2 separate regions of the Mus musculus genome follow, and region 1 is linked to region 2. Evidence: chromatin contacts called from public promoter capture Hi-C data. All regions are on one chromosome and are shown on one strand. The core of a region is the stretch at or near the end of the contact, and the rest is flanking DNA. Distances in the headings are between cores, read along the strand shown.

Region 1 (5,529 bases), core at 2,965-5,464, 4.3 Mb after region 2:
CAAACATGGTATCCCTTAGAACTGAGTTCAGGAGGTTGTGAGCCGCCAGCAGGTGGGTGCTGAGAACTGAGTCTGGGTCCTCTGCAAGGACAGTAACTGCTCATAAACACCGAGCCACCTCTCCAGCTCCAGGAAAGTCTTTTCTGTGCCTTTTGATGGGCTTTTTAAACAGGGTCTCCGTATATAGTTCAGGCTGGCCTCCCGAGTGACAGAAGTGCAAACGCTCGCCGAACGCCTGGCTTTTTTATGATTTATGTACCCCCCACACAGCCTTCAGGAAGGACTTGTCTGCAACACTGTGACCCGTCATACGAGGTCAGGCGAGGCGTTTTCTACGTGGGACGCTCTTTGACACCCAAGATTTGGGAGCATTTCTGACTCTGGATTTTCAGCTTTAGGTTAAACAGGTTCTCTCCTTCTACCATGTGGGCCTGAAGATCAAACTCGTGTCACCAGAATTCTGTGGCAAGTGCTTTCACCTGCTGAGCTATGTCACTGGCCCTGATCTGATCTGAAAATAGTTTCTGTATACAGAAACTATTAGGTCAGAAAAATCATAAAGGCCATGTGTCAATACCTTATTTTCCCATTGTCAAATACAGTCATAATACCTTAATATAGAATAATGAGTCTCTGCTTTCTAAAGATTATTTAGTGACATAAACTTGGTTAGCTTCAGTGAGGTTGGAGGAATGTAACTTACTGGAAACCACTGTGATTCACTGTAACGGTAGAAAGAACATATAAATGACAGCTTTCTTTCGCTGCAGACTTGGTAAATGTACCACACCGTCTTTACAAACTTTATTCCATTAGTCAGGTGCTTCATAGCACTCAGATCAATATGCCTGCTTTTTCTGCGTGTTTGTTTTCGGTTTATTGAGATGGTCTCAATGTGGAGCCCTGGCTGGCCCGGAACGCACTATGTAGACCAGGTTAGTCTCAAACTCAGAGATCTGCCGCCTCTGCCTCCCCGGTGCCAAAATTAGGGTAGGCTACCACACCAGCAATATACGCAGTTCTTATTGATAGGGAGAGCAACTTTTGAGTATCAGCCTAAGAACACAGCTAAACAGGCTAGAAAGCAACACAAACTCAGGTGTGGTGTAGCCTTAGTCACTGTCTTCAGGCAAAATATGCCATTTGAAATTAATATACGATAATTAATAATAATCATGATTTCCTAAATGTTCATTGTAAAGGAATTTATAAAGAGTGTGTGTAAAATCCCACCTTTACAAGTGAATGGAGAACTAGTTCTCCTCTGTATCATGGACCACATGAATTTTTTTTAAAGATTTATTTATTTTATGTATATGAGTACACTGTAGCTGTACAGATGACTGTGAGCCTTCATGTGGTTGTTGGAGATTTAATTTTTAGGACATCTGCTTGCTCCGGTCAACTCTGCTCGCTCAGTCCCTGCTTGCTCTGGCCCAAAGCTTCATTTATTATTATATATAAGTACACTGTAGCTGACTTCTGACACACCAAAAGAGGGCGTCAGATCTCATTACAGATGGTTGGGAGCCACCATGTGTTTGCTGGGATTTGAACTCAGGACCGGAAAAGCAGTCAATGCTCTTACCCACTGAGCCATCTCAACAGCCCGGACCACATGAATTTTAACATCACTGAAGATGCTAGCTAGCATCCATCCCACATGTCAGATTGGGCTAAAACTCCTATTCTGTTGGCGGTAGAAACATTGGTTCGCTTCTCCTTGTTAGGCAGTGCCTGTGGTGGTAGCTGATGAAGAATTTAACTGGCAGAGCAGGAGATTTAGGCCTTCTTACTTTCCTCTTATTCCCTCAAACACTTAAGACTATCTAACTTGATAAGACAGTCACAGGTTTAGAGAGCAAAACAAGACACCATGAGGGATCAGATCAGGGCCAATGGCACAGCTCAGCCGGTGAAAGCACTTGCCACAGAATTCTGGTGACACGAGCTTGGTCTTCAGACCCACATGGTAGAAGGAGAGAACCTGCTGCAAAGCTGTCCTCTGACCTCCACATACGGACACAGAGCACACGTGTATACACACATGCAAAATAACAATAGCAATAACAGTAATCATATACAAGAACAGCAACATAACTCTTTAAAGGGCAAGATCAAGTGCAACAGTTAAGTATAGAAAAGATGCGGCGGTAACTCCACCTGTCCAGGCAGGAGCCTGGGAACCAAGGACCAGGATATCCTGAGGTCCCAACTGAACCAACCCTTTGGGAAAAGACACTACTGTGCGACTCTCGGAACTCTGCACTGTGCTAATAATGGAGCCTCGGTATCCTTTTAAATGTAAATCAGAGGACACAAAGCTATAACAATTTAAGCATCATCAGGAAATGTTACTTACAGGGCTGCTTTTCAACTGCATCGATGATCTTTCCTAGGTTCTCCTCTAGCTCCAATTCAGTGACAGACTGGAGAGCTTCAGTCAGATACTTGGTGGCTTCACTAGTGACAGAAAGAAAAGATGAGACCAAGAATTTCTCGGGGGCGGAGGGTGGGGTAGGGGGAAACTTTTACTTAAATCTTATACAACTCAAGCTTTATAAAAAGCTAACATAACAGAAAACTCATATCTCCCTCTAAAACCTCAAGTAGCCCTCTAAAGTATCAAGGCTTGAAACAGTTCATTAAAAAAATAAGTGAACAGGTAAAATAACAACAAACCCCTGCAGCAGGTCTTGGTAAAACACCTTTTTAAAAAAAATCTAAATTGGGCTGGAGAGATGGCTCAGTGGCTAAGAGCACAGACTGCTCTTCTGAAGGTCCTGAGTTCAAATCCCAGCAACCACATGGTGGCTAACAGCCATCCGCAATGAGATCTGATGCCCTCTTCTGGTGTGTCTGAAGACAACTACAGTGTACTTAGATATAATAATAAATAAATCGTTTTTAAAAAAATCTAAATGAGATGGGTACACTGGACATGTGAGATGACCCTGTCCTGACTGGAGTGTATGAGACTCAAAGCCGAAACTCTGAGTTAAGTTTTTGTTTGATTTTCTAGACAGAGTTTCTCTGCATAGCCCTGGCTGTCCTGGAACTCACAGAGATTCACCTGCCTCTGCCTCCAGAGTGCTGGGATTAAAGTTGTGCTGGATAGCTGGCCCACAGTGAATGCAGGCATGAGTGCCATTGAGTCTCTAAATCAGAGGGTAATCTACTACACAGCACTAGATAACACACTGTCTTCCCACAGGAAAAGTCCCATGGCGTTTAATTCCACACACGGTGCTTTGAGGCTAAAAGACTTGAGTGTATATCTCAATGAATCAATTAATGAGCTTCCAACAGCTTTATAATAGTACATTTTAAGGGAAAGGAAAGGAAAAGCTATTGCTCAATTAATCCTCTCTCCAAATGTCAGGAATTAACCAAATTAAATTCATCACTTTCTCCCTGGGTAGACCCAGGTTGACCCTTGGACACTCCTGGGCAAAACGTAAAGCTAAAAGGTTCATAAAGTTCACAGTTACGAAAACAAAACATTCACACTCTGACTCAGAAAGCTATACGGATCTCAGCAGGTACTTAAACGGAAAGTGTATTATAAAATGTAAATTGTAATATGAGATTTCTTGGATATGTTCATTTTTAAAGACTGAAAAGACACACTACAGCCAGGAAAACCTCCTTTGGGGGCAAATTGTAAACTAGGAAATCTAAAAAAGCCAAACTAAAAACACGTTTAAAATCTATCCAAATTTTACTTCTCCAGGCAATAATGAAAATTCCACACAGAGACGGGTTTGGAAGACTCATACTCTACAATATAAATCGCCAACAGACACGCATATGGATTCACCCATGTCTCTCCTTCTCTGACACGTCTCTCTGTAACTTCCAGAAGTAACACTGTAATGATTCCCATTCTGCAGAGGCGGGGACCTCCGTTGATCAGAAGCCAGCACGCCCCCAACTTCCCCGCTCAGTTCGGCGTCAGCGCGCAGCTCCGCCCAGCCTGGAAGTAACATTCGCACCCGGCGCCAGGATCGCGGAAACCCAGGTAGGCTCTGCAGCCTCAAATGCACCGGAGAGACATCGCCTCTTATGACAGAATGTTCTAGATAGGGCATTGCGGCGGGTCAGGTTACCTCGAGACTCACCTCCTGAGCAGCAAGCCCCGCAGCTTGAAAGCTGAGACCGTGCGGCTCCGCAGCCGCTCCGGCGCCATGTTCGCGATTTGGCGCCACCGCCGACGCCCCGCCCCCTCCTGGAATAGACACACCCCTTGTCCCGCCCTTATATTCTTGGGCTGGTGAAATGGATTTTTTTGGCCTTACTAACTGCAGGGCCTCTGGGAATCTCAGACCCTGCCTAGGGAGTGAAGTAGGAGTGGTCAGAGTGGGAACAAGCTTCCTTTATCCCAAAAGCATTTTCTGAACACTCAGCTTCCCGGACACTCAGCTACCCTCTTCTACTCTGACTCTACCCAAGCTTCCTGCACCCAGAGTCTTCCCTTCCAGGGCTATGAGAGTTGTAGAGCCGTTGTTTCCCGGTTCTACACATGCTCAGGAAATACTGTGTTTTCACCGTTTTCGATCACTCCCATCCGACCAGTTTTAGTTGAGGGCCTCTCCACGATCCGCTGTCATCATTTAGCAGTCCCACTTTTTTCATGACATACCTTCTTTTTTTTTTTTTTTACTGGTGGAGTAACAAACCCAAGATTATAAATGGTTGGTATGAGGTGAATTGCCAGTGCGGTGGAGCTGCTCTTGAATCGTTATTCTCAGTCCTACAAGTAGACTCAGTAGAGCACATCTTAAAATGTTCCCTCTTGCTGAGTGTGATGGCACATGCCTTTAATCCAAGAACTCAGAAGGCAGAGGCAGGGGGATCTCTGTAAACACCTGGGCAACTTGTTCTAGAGAATGAGTTCCAGACCAGTCAGTGAATCACAGTGAGACCTTATATAAAAATCCATCCATCCATCCATCACACACACACACACACAAACGCACACACACACATATACTTGTGCTGTTGAGATGAATAATCAATTGGCTGTTTATAAATAAGCATGCAACTTTACAGGACACAAGAAAGCTCTGGGCATAAGACCACAGATCTATAATCCCAGGCCTCAGAACGGGGAGGTGCAAGGATTCAGGAGGCAAAGGCCATCTTTGATGTCACAGCAAGTTCAAAGCAAGCCTAAGATACCTGAGGCTTAGTGGGAGTGGGAGAGGCAAATAAGCCAAAAACTTGAATGATTTCTACAACGGTATAAGCAATTATCTCTGGGGCGTATATTTAAGATCTTTCTGAAAAGGAAAACAGTAAAAAGAATGCATGTGTATATTTGCTTGATTTTGCATTTCAAAACTTTTGAAAAGTTAAACTAGACAACAAAGAGAGATCCCAGCTGTGGTGGTTTGAATAAAAATGTCTCCCGTAGGCTCTGGTGTGTAAACACTTGGTTCCCAGTTGGTGGCGCTGTTTGGAGAGATTCAGGTGGTGCAGTTGTGCTGGAGCAGCTGTGGTGGCTTGAATATGCTTAGCCCAGGAAGG
Region 2 (5,621 bases), core at 1,940-4,439:
CAACTTTTAGTATGGCCCTAAATATTTCTATTCAAATTTCTGAGGTTTACTTTTACAACAAAAAAATGCACTCCTATTATCTTATTAAACTTTTTTTTTCTTTTAAAGCAAAGCCTTTATTCCCAGCACTTAGGAGGCAGAGGCAGGCAGATCTCTGAGTTTAAGGCCAGCCTGGTCTACAAAGTGAGTTCTTGAATAGGAAAGGCTACACAGAGAAACTCTGTCTTGAAAAACCAAAAGAAGAGAAAAGCCTGTTCTTTATCTAATTCTATTATTACATACAAATGTTTTTCTAGTAAATACAGAAAGGACTCCTAGACTTCAAAAATAAGATTAGAAGAAACTTAAGTACTTCTAATAGATATAAATAAAATATATTAAATAAGATTTATGTATAAGATCATCTTAAAAGGTACTAATAAAGGTGACAGTGTAGTCTAATTCCCCAAACAGCCACAATGAAACTAATGCATTTTCCAAGTTTTCTAAAAGCCATAATGTAATAGACATAAATAAATTACAATCTGTAACACACATTGAGCTACAGGGACCTGAGAGAAAGGAGGACTCATTTTGCTTTGCTTGCAGGAAAATAATAGGACTATTGCTTGATTTATGGATCCATGTCTCTTCAGTAGTGTTCTTTGCAGAGGGAAAGGAAAATTCTTATATTTATGCCATAACCAATAATGAAACATTATCCAAGACTTCCTAAGTTCCTTTTCTTTGATACTGATTACAACACAACCTCAGTCTGGTTAGTAACTTGGCTTCCTAAGTCCTTAGATACATGAAGAGTTTGCTGGATTTTTCAATCTGAAAATTCTGGTGACTAGAAAGAATTACCTTCTACTTCAACATAAACTGACATTCTAATGTGGACATTCTACTGTATACATCAGTCTCCTGTTCCCTTTCATGTGGACTGGGTTCCTGAAGTCTCAGCATACATGAAAAGAAGTATGCATGTAAGCTTTTGAGGTTGGATATGAGAATCTGTCTTTCTGTCCCTCCAAGCTCCCATAATAGTGTAGGTGTAATTCAGAACCTTGCACATGTTAGGCAAGTGCTCTCTAAGACCTACACCCAGCCATCCGGTACTCATTCTTTTTCACTGACCAGCATTATAATCATCTCTTGGTTTTCATTTCCATCCTTACTCTCTCTAAAAATAGAAAATGGGTGGGGACAGCAGCACGTCTGTTATTGTTTTTCTACTAAAATACATGTGTTAAACCAAACTCAGGCAGATCTACTTATACATCCAAATGATGAATGAAGGCTGTGGACGACACTCAGTGGCAGAACACTTCCCAGCATGAACAAAGCCCCTCGGTTCAGTGTTCAGGACAGTGAAATAACACAGAACAGCAGCAGCAAACCACAAAACAGAAGATAAAAGAAAGTGAAGAAACCCACCAAAGCTTTAAACCAAAGCACAGGATACATGGTTATACAGCCTCATTTATATTAATACTTTTTCCAAAATAAAAAATTAAGAACATTTTAATTATGTTATAATAAAAACTAATAAATACAATTTCAACTTGCATCACCAGGAGTATTAATTATTGTTATAAAGCACTTTGATACATGTGACTCAATTATTTCAAGATTTCAAAAAATAATATAGCTGGGTATGGTGGCACAGGGCTTTAATCCCAACACTTGGGAGGCAGAGGCAGGCAGATCTCTAAGTTGGAGGCCAGCCTGGTCTACACAGGGAGTTCAGAACAACTAGGACTAGACAGGAAAACCCAGTCTCAAAATAATAAAATAAAATAAAATAAAAATTGAGAGATATCCATTTAATACAAAGAGGGACAGAAATACTTTTGCATTTGAAGAATATAAGCTTGGAACTTCAAATTATAACTCAGTCTTTTCTCACTGAAAAGTAATTGTATTATTTCTTTTAAAAGTCTGCCGAACAACAACAAATCTGTTTTCAAGCTTGGTTTGACAGTGCACACTGGTAATCTCAACAATCAGAAGACTGATAGGAGGGTCAAGACTTCAAGACCAGCTTGGGCTATACAGTAATTCAGCATTAATGTTTCAAATACAGACACACAAAAAAGTTGCTCTTTCATGCCCCAAAGGGGTGTGGCCGTATAGGAGATACTCTTAGTTGAACTGAGTCTATTTATAGTTTCTTTTACAAAAAAAAAAAAAACACTCATCAGCTATCAAATTCTCATTTTGCTTAAAATAATGTCTATCAACCTAAATCCTCTGTGCAGAATTCTCTTAGGACTGTAATGCTAAGAACTTGCACCACAACTGAAATTGTCTAGCGATCTCCGTCTCCAGGAGACTGAAAGACTGCAGAGACTCTGGAGTATCCTAGGGGAGATGGGAAAGGTGGAGGTGGGGCGAAAGGAAAAGTCCCACAGAGGAGTTAAAAGATAAAGGCTTTAAGCACTCCGTTTAATGCAAAGGGGAAAACACTGATTCTACCTATCTATAAGAAAACTTGGTGATGCGGACAATGAAAAGGGACAGAAGCCTTTAACACTCCATAGCCAGCGGGTGAAGAGAGGAAAAGGAGGCAAGGGAGAAGAGGGCGGGGCGAGGAAGGTCCCCAACGACAAGAAAGTCTTTTTTAAAAAAGTACTCTGTGTGCTTGGCCTCGGTTAGGTTCTCCTGTACTACTAAGCAGGCTGCAGGTAGAAAGAATCTTATTTTGGACAGCAGTGAGTAGAACGTTTACAATGGTAACCAGCACTGTGCAGAACATGTCGTCTCTCTCTGCCTGCTCTGGTCCAGTTCTTTGCCTCGCATTCTGGCTCCTGGGGCACTCGGGGAACACACCACCAAAGCCTGCACCACTGTATAATAGCAAAAGGAAAATACCTGAGTCCCAGGAATAACACCTGCAGCAACAGGAGGAGGAGCCACGGAAAACTGGAACCCGGGATGGGATCCTCTCTTGCTCCCGTCAAACCTCAACTCTTATGGGTGGGGTGGAAAACTTCCGCCCCGGACAAGGGAGCGTCATTTCCGTCTAAGGCCTTGACCCCGCCTCTTCATTCTGGCTACGTTCAGACTTCCTCTTCCAGGAATCTTCGGCCTATGCTTTAAGTCCTTACATGGACTACATAACCCAGCATCCACCGCGGCAGATTGGTTTCCGGGTCAAGAGGTCCGCTCTGGGTGCATCACCATGGAAGCGCTCGGTTTGGTCACGTGGTGGCCCTGGTTACGCCGGGTGGCGCCTGTGGGGTCCCAGGCTCAGCGGGGGCCATTTTGCCGGAGGCTGGCTCCGGGAGTGGAAGGCCCGAGCGGCCTGGCAGCTGACCGGAGCCGTTCCTTCTCTTCCTCTGCAGCTCGGGGCTTGGAGAGGAACTGGAAGGCTGGGCTTCATCCAGCCCTCCCAAGACGGCAATGGTTCCCTCCAGCTCTCGCTACCTGACGACCCTCCATGGCGGCCGCGCCTTCCGAGCTGCTCCCGCTGCCGCCTCCTGCGACCCCTGGTTCCTATCGCCTCCTGAGCCGCTGTCGTCCTTACGCCCCAGGGACTGATGGTCGTCGATCCGGGGGCACCATGAGAGGCGAGAAAAACTATTACTGCCGTGGGGCTGCCGGGGATCATGGCTCCTGCCCCGCGACGCCGTCGCCTCTGGCCTCGACCCTCCTGTTACCGGCGGAGGCTGTTTCAACTAGCTGGTCCGGGCCTGGAAGTGGGCTCTCGGGCGGAGATGAGGAGGAGACTCGGCTTCTTCAACTCCTGCGCACCGCACCGGATCCTTCCGAGGCGTTCCAGGCTTTGCAGGCTGCCTTGCCGCGGCGAGGCGGCCGGCTTGGCTTTCCCCGCCGCAAGGAAGCCTTATATCGGGCGCTGGGCCGAGTGCTTGTGGAAGGCGGCAGTGAGGAGAAGAGGCTCTGCTTGCAGCTTCTCTCGGACGTTCTTCGGGGTCAGGGCGAGGCGGGTCAGCTGGAAGAGGCCTTCAGTTTAGCGCTTTTGCCTCAGCTCGTTGTCTCGTTACGAGAAGATAACCCTGCCCTACGGAAAGATGCGCTGCAGATCCTGCATATTTGTCTTAGGCGTAGTTCTGGGCAGGTCCTGCGAACTCTCATCCAAGGCCTGGAAAGTCCAGATGCCCGGCTTAGAGCTTCCACTGCGCTGTTGCTCCCTATCTTGTTCACTCCTGAGGATTTGTTGCAGGGTTTGGATCTCACTGAAGTAATAATATCTCTGGCCCGAAAGCTTGGCGATCAGGAGATGGAAGAAGAATCCGAGACAGCCTTCTCTTCACTTCAACAAATTGGAGAACGACTTGGTCAAGAGAGGTTTCACTCCTACATCTCGCGTTTGCCTTCTGCACTGAGGAGGCACTACAATCGCCGCCTGGAGTCCCAGTATGGAAGTCAGGTTCCTTATTATTTGGAGCTAGAAGCCTCCGGGTTTTCTGAAGATGCTGCCCCGTGTGTAGTGAATCTTTCCAGTAGCAATCTTAAATTTGAGATTATTCCCCAGGAACTCCATGCAAGACTGTTGGATCAGGAAGATTATAAAAACAGGACTCAGGCTGTTGAAGAACTAAAGCAGTTGCTGGGAAAATTTAACCCAAGTTCGACCCCTCATGCTAGTCTCGTTGGTTTCATTAGCTTATTGTATAACTTGCTAGACGATTCCAATTTCAAAGTGGTCCATGGCACACTTCAAGTTCTCCATTTGCTGGTCATTCGCCTGGGAGAGCAGGTGCAACAGTTCTTGGGACCAGTTATAGCGGCTTCTGTGAAAGTGCTGGCAGACAACAAGTTGGTGATCAAGCAGGAGTACATGAAAATCTTCCTAAAGCTAATGAAAGAAGTGGGTCCTCAGCGGGTGCTTTCTTTGCTCCTGGAAAACCTTAAACATAAGCATTCCAGAGTACGGGAGGAAGTAGTGAACATTTGCATCTGTTCCCTCCTGACCTACCCCAGTGAGGATTTTGACTTACCCAAACTGTCCTTTGATCTTGCTCCAGCTCTTGTGGATAGCAAACGCAGGGTACGCCAGGCAGCTTTAGAGGCCTTTGCTGTTTTGGCATCATCAATGGGCTCAGGTAAAACCAATGTTCTTTTTAAAGCTGTAGATACTGTTGAATTGCAGGATAATGGCGATGGGGTGATGAATGCCGTGCAGGCCCGATTGGCCAGAAAAACTCTTCCACGGCTAACAGAACAGGGATTTGTGGAGTATGCAATACTCATGCCGTCTTCGGCCCAGGGCAGGTCAAGCCATTTGGCACATGGAGCAGATACAGACTGGCTTATGTCCGGTAACAGGACTCAGAGTGCACACTGCTACTGTGGTGACCACACCAGGGACAGCATGCAACTTTATGGATCCTACAGTCCAACTATCTGTACCCGAAGGGTTTTAAGTGCTGGAAAGGGGAAAAATAAACTGCCATGGGAAAATGAGCAGCCTGGAGTCATGGGAGAAAACCAGACCTCCAATTCCAAGGACATTAAAGATACCGAGCAGGTATGCTTAATATTCTTAACTTAAAAGTAAAAGAATTCACAGTTAAGTTTTTGAATTAAGTGCTGATGTGAACATCCATTATAATAGTATGGGGTAGGTCAGTGCTTTTAATGGTTTCCTTGATTAAACTTGAGGTACAATGAGC

The links. Promoter capture Hi-C pulls out the DNA fragments that hold promoters and counts their contacts.
Region 1: a contact with region 2 is called in a promoter capture Hi-C map of pre-B cells. The contact joins the promoter of Pole2 here to the promoter of Togaram1 in region 2. A contact is called at or near these places in 2 of 39 promoter capture datasets (cranial neural crest and pre-B cells).

What each region holds. Positions count from the first base shown.
Region 1 is chr12:69,223,976-69,229,504 of GRCm38.p6, forward strand. It overlaps Pole2 (polymerase (DNA directed), epsilon 2 (p59 subunit)), which reads right to left and starts at 4,215. Exons shown (of 19, transcript NM_011133.2): 1 at 4,122-4,215; 2 at 2,363-2,463. The coding sequence starts at 4,189. It also overlaps a transcript of Klhdc1 not described here.
Region 2 is chr12:64,962,553-64,968,173 of GRCm38.p6, forward strand. It overlaps Togaram1 (TOG array regulator of axonemal microtubules 1), which reads left to right and starts at 3,190. Exons shown (of 20, transcript NM_177805.3): 1 at 3,190-5,476. The coding sequence starts at 3,425. It overlaps Klhl28 (kelch-like 28), which reads right to left and starts at 2,984. Exons shown (of 5, transcript NM_025707.3): 1 at 2,857-2,984.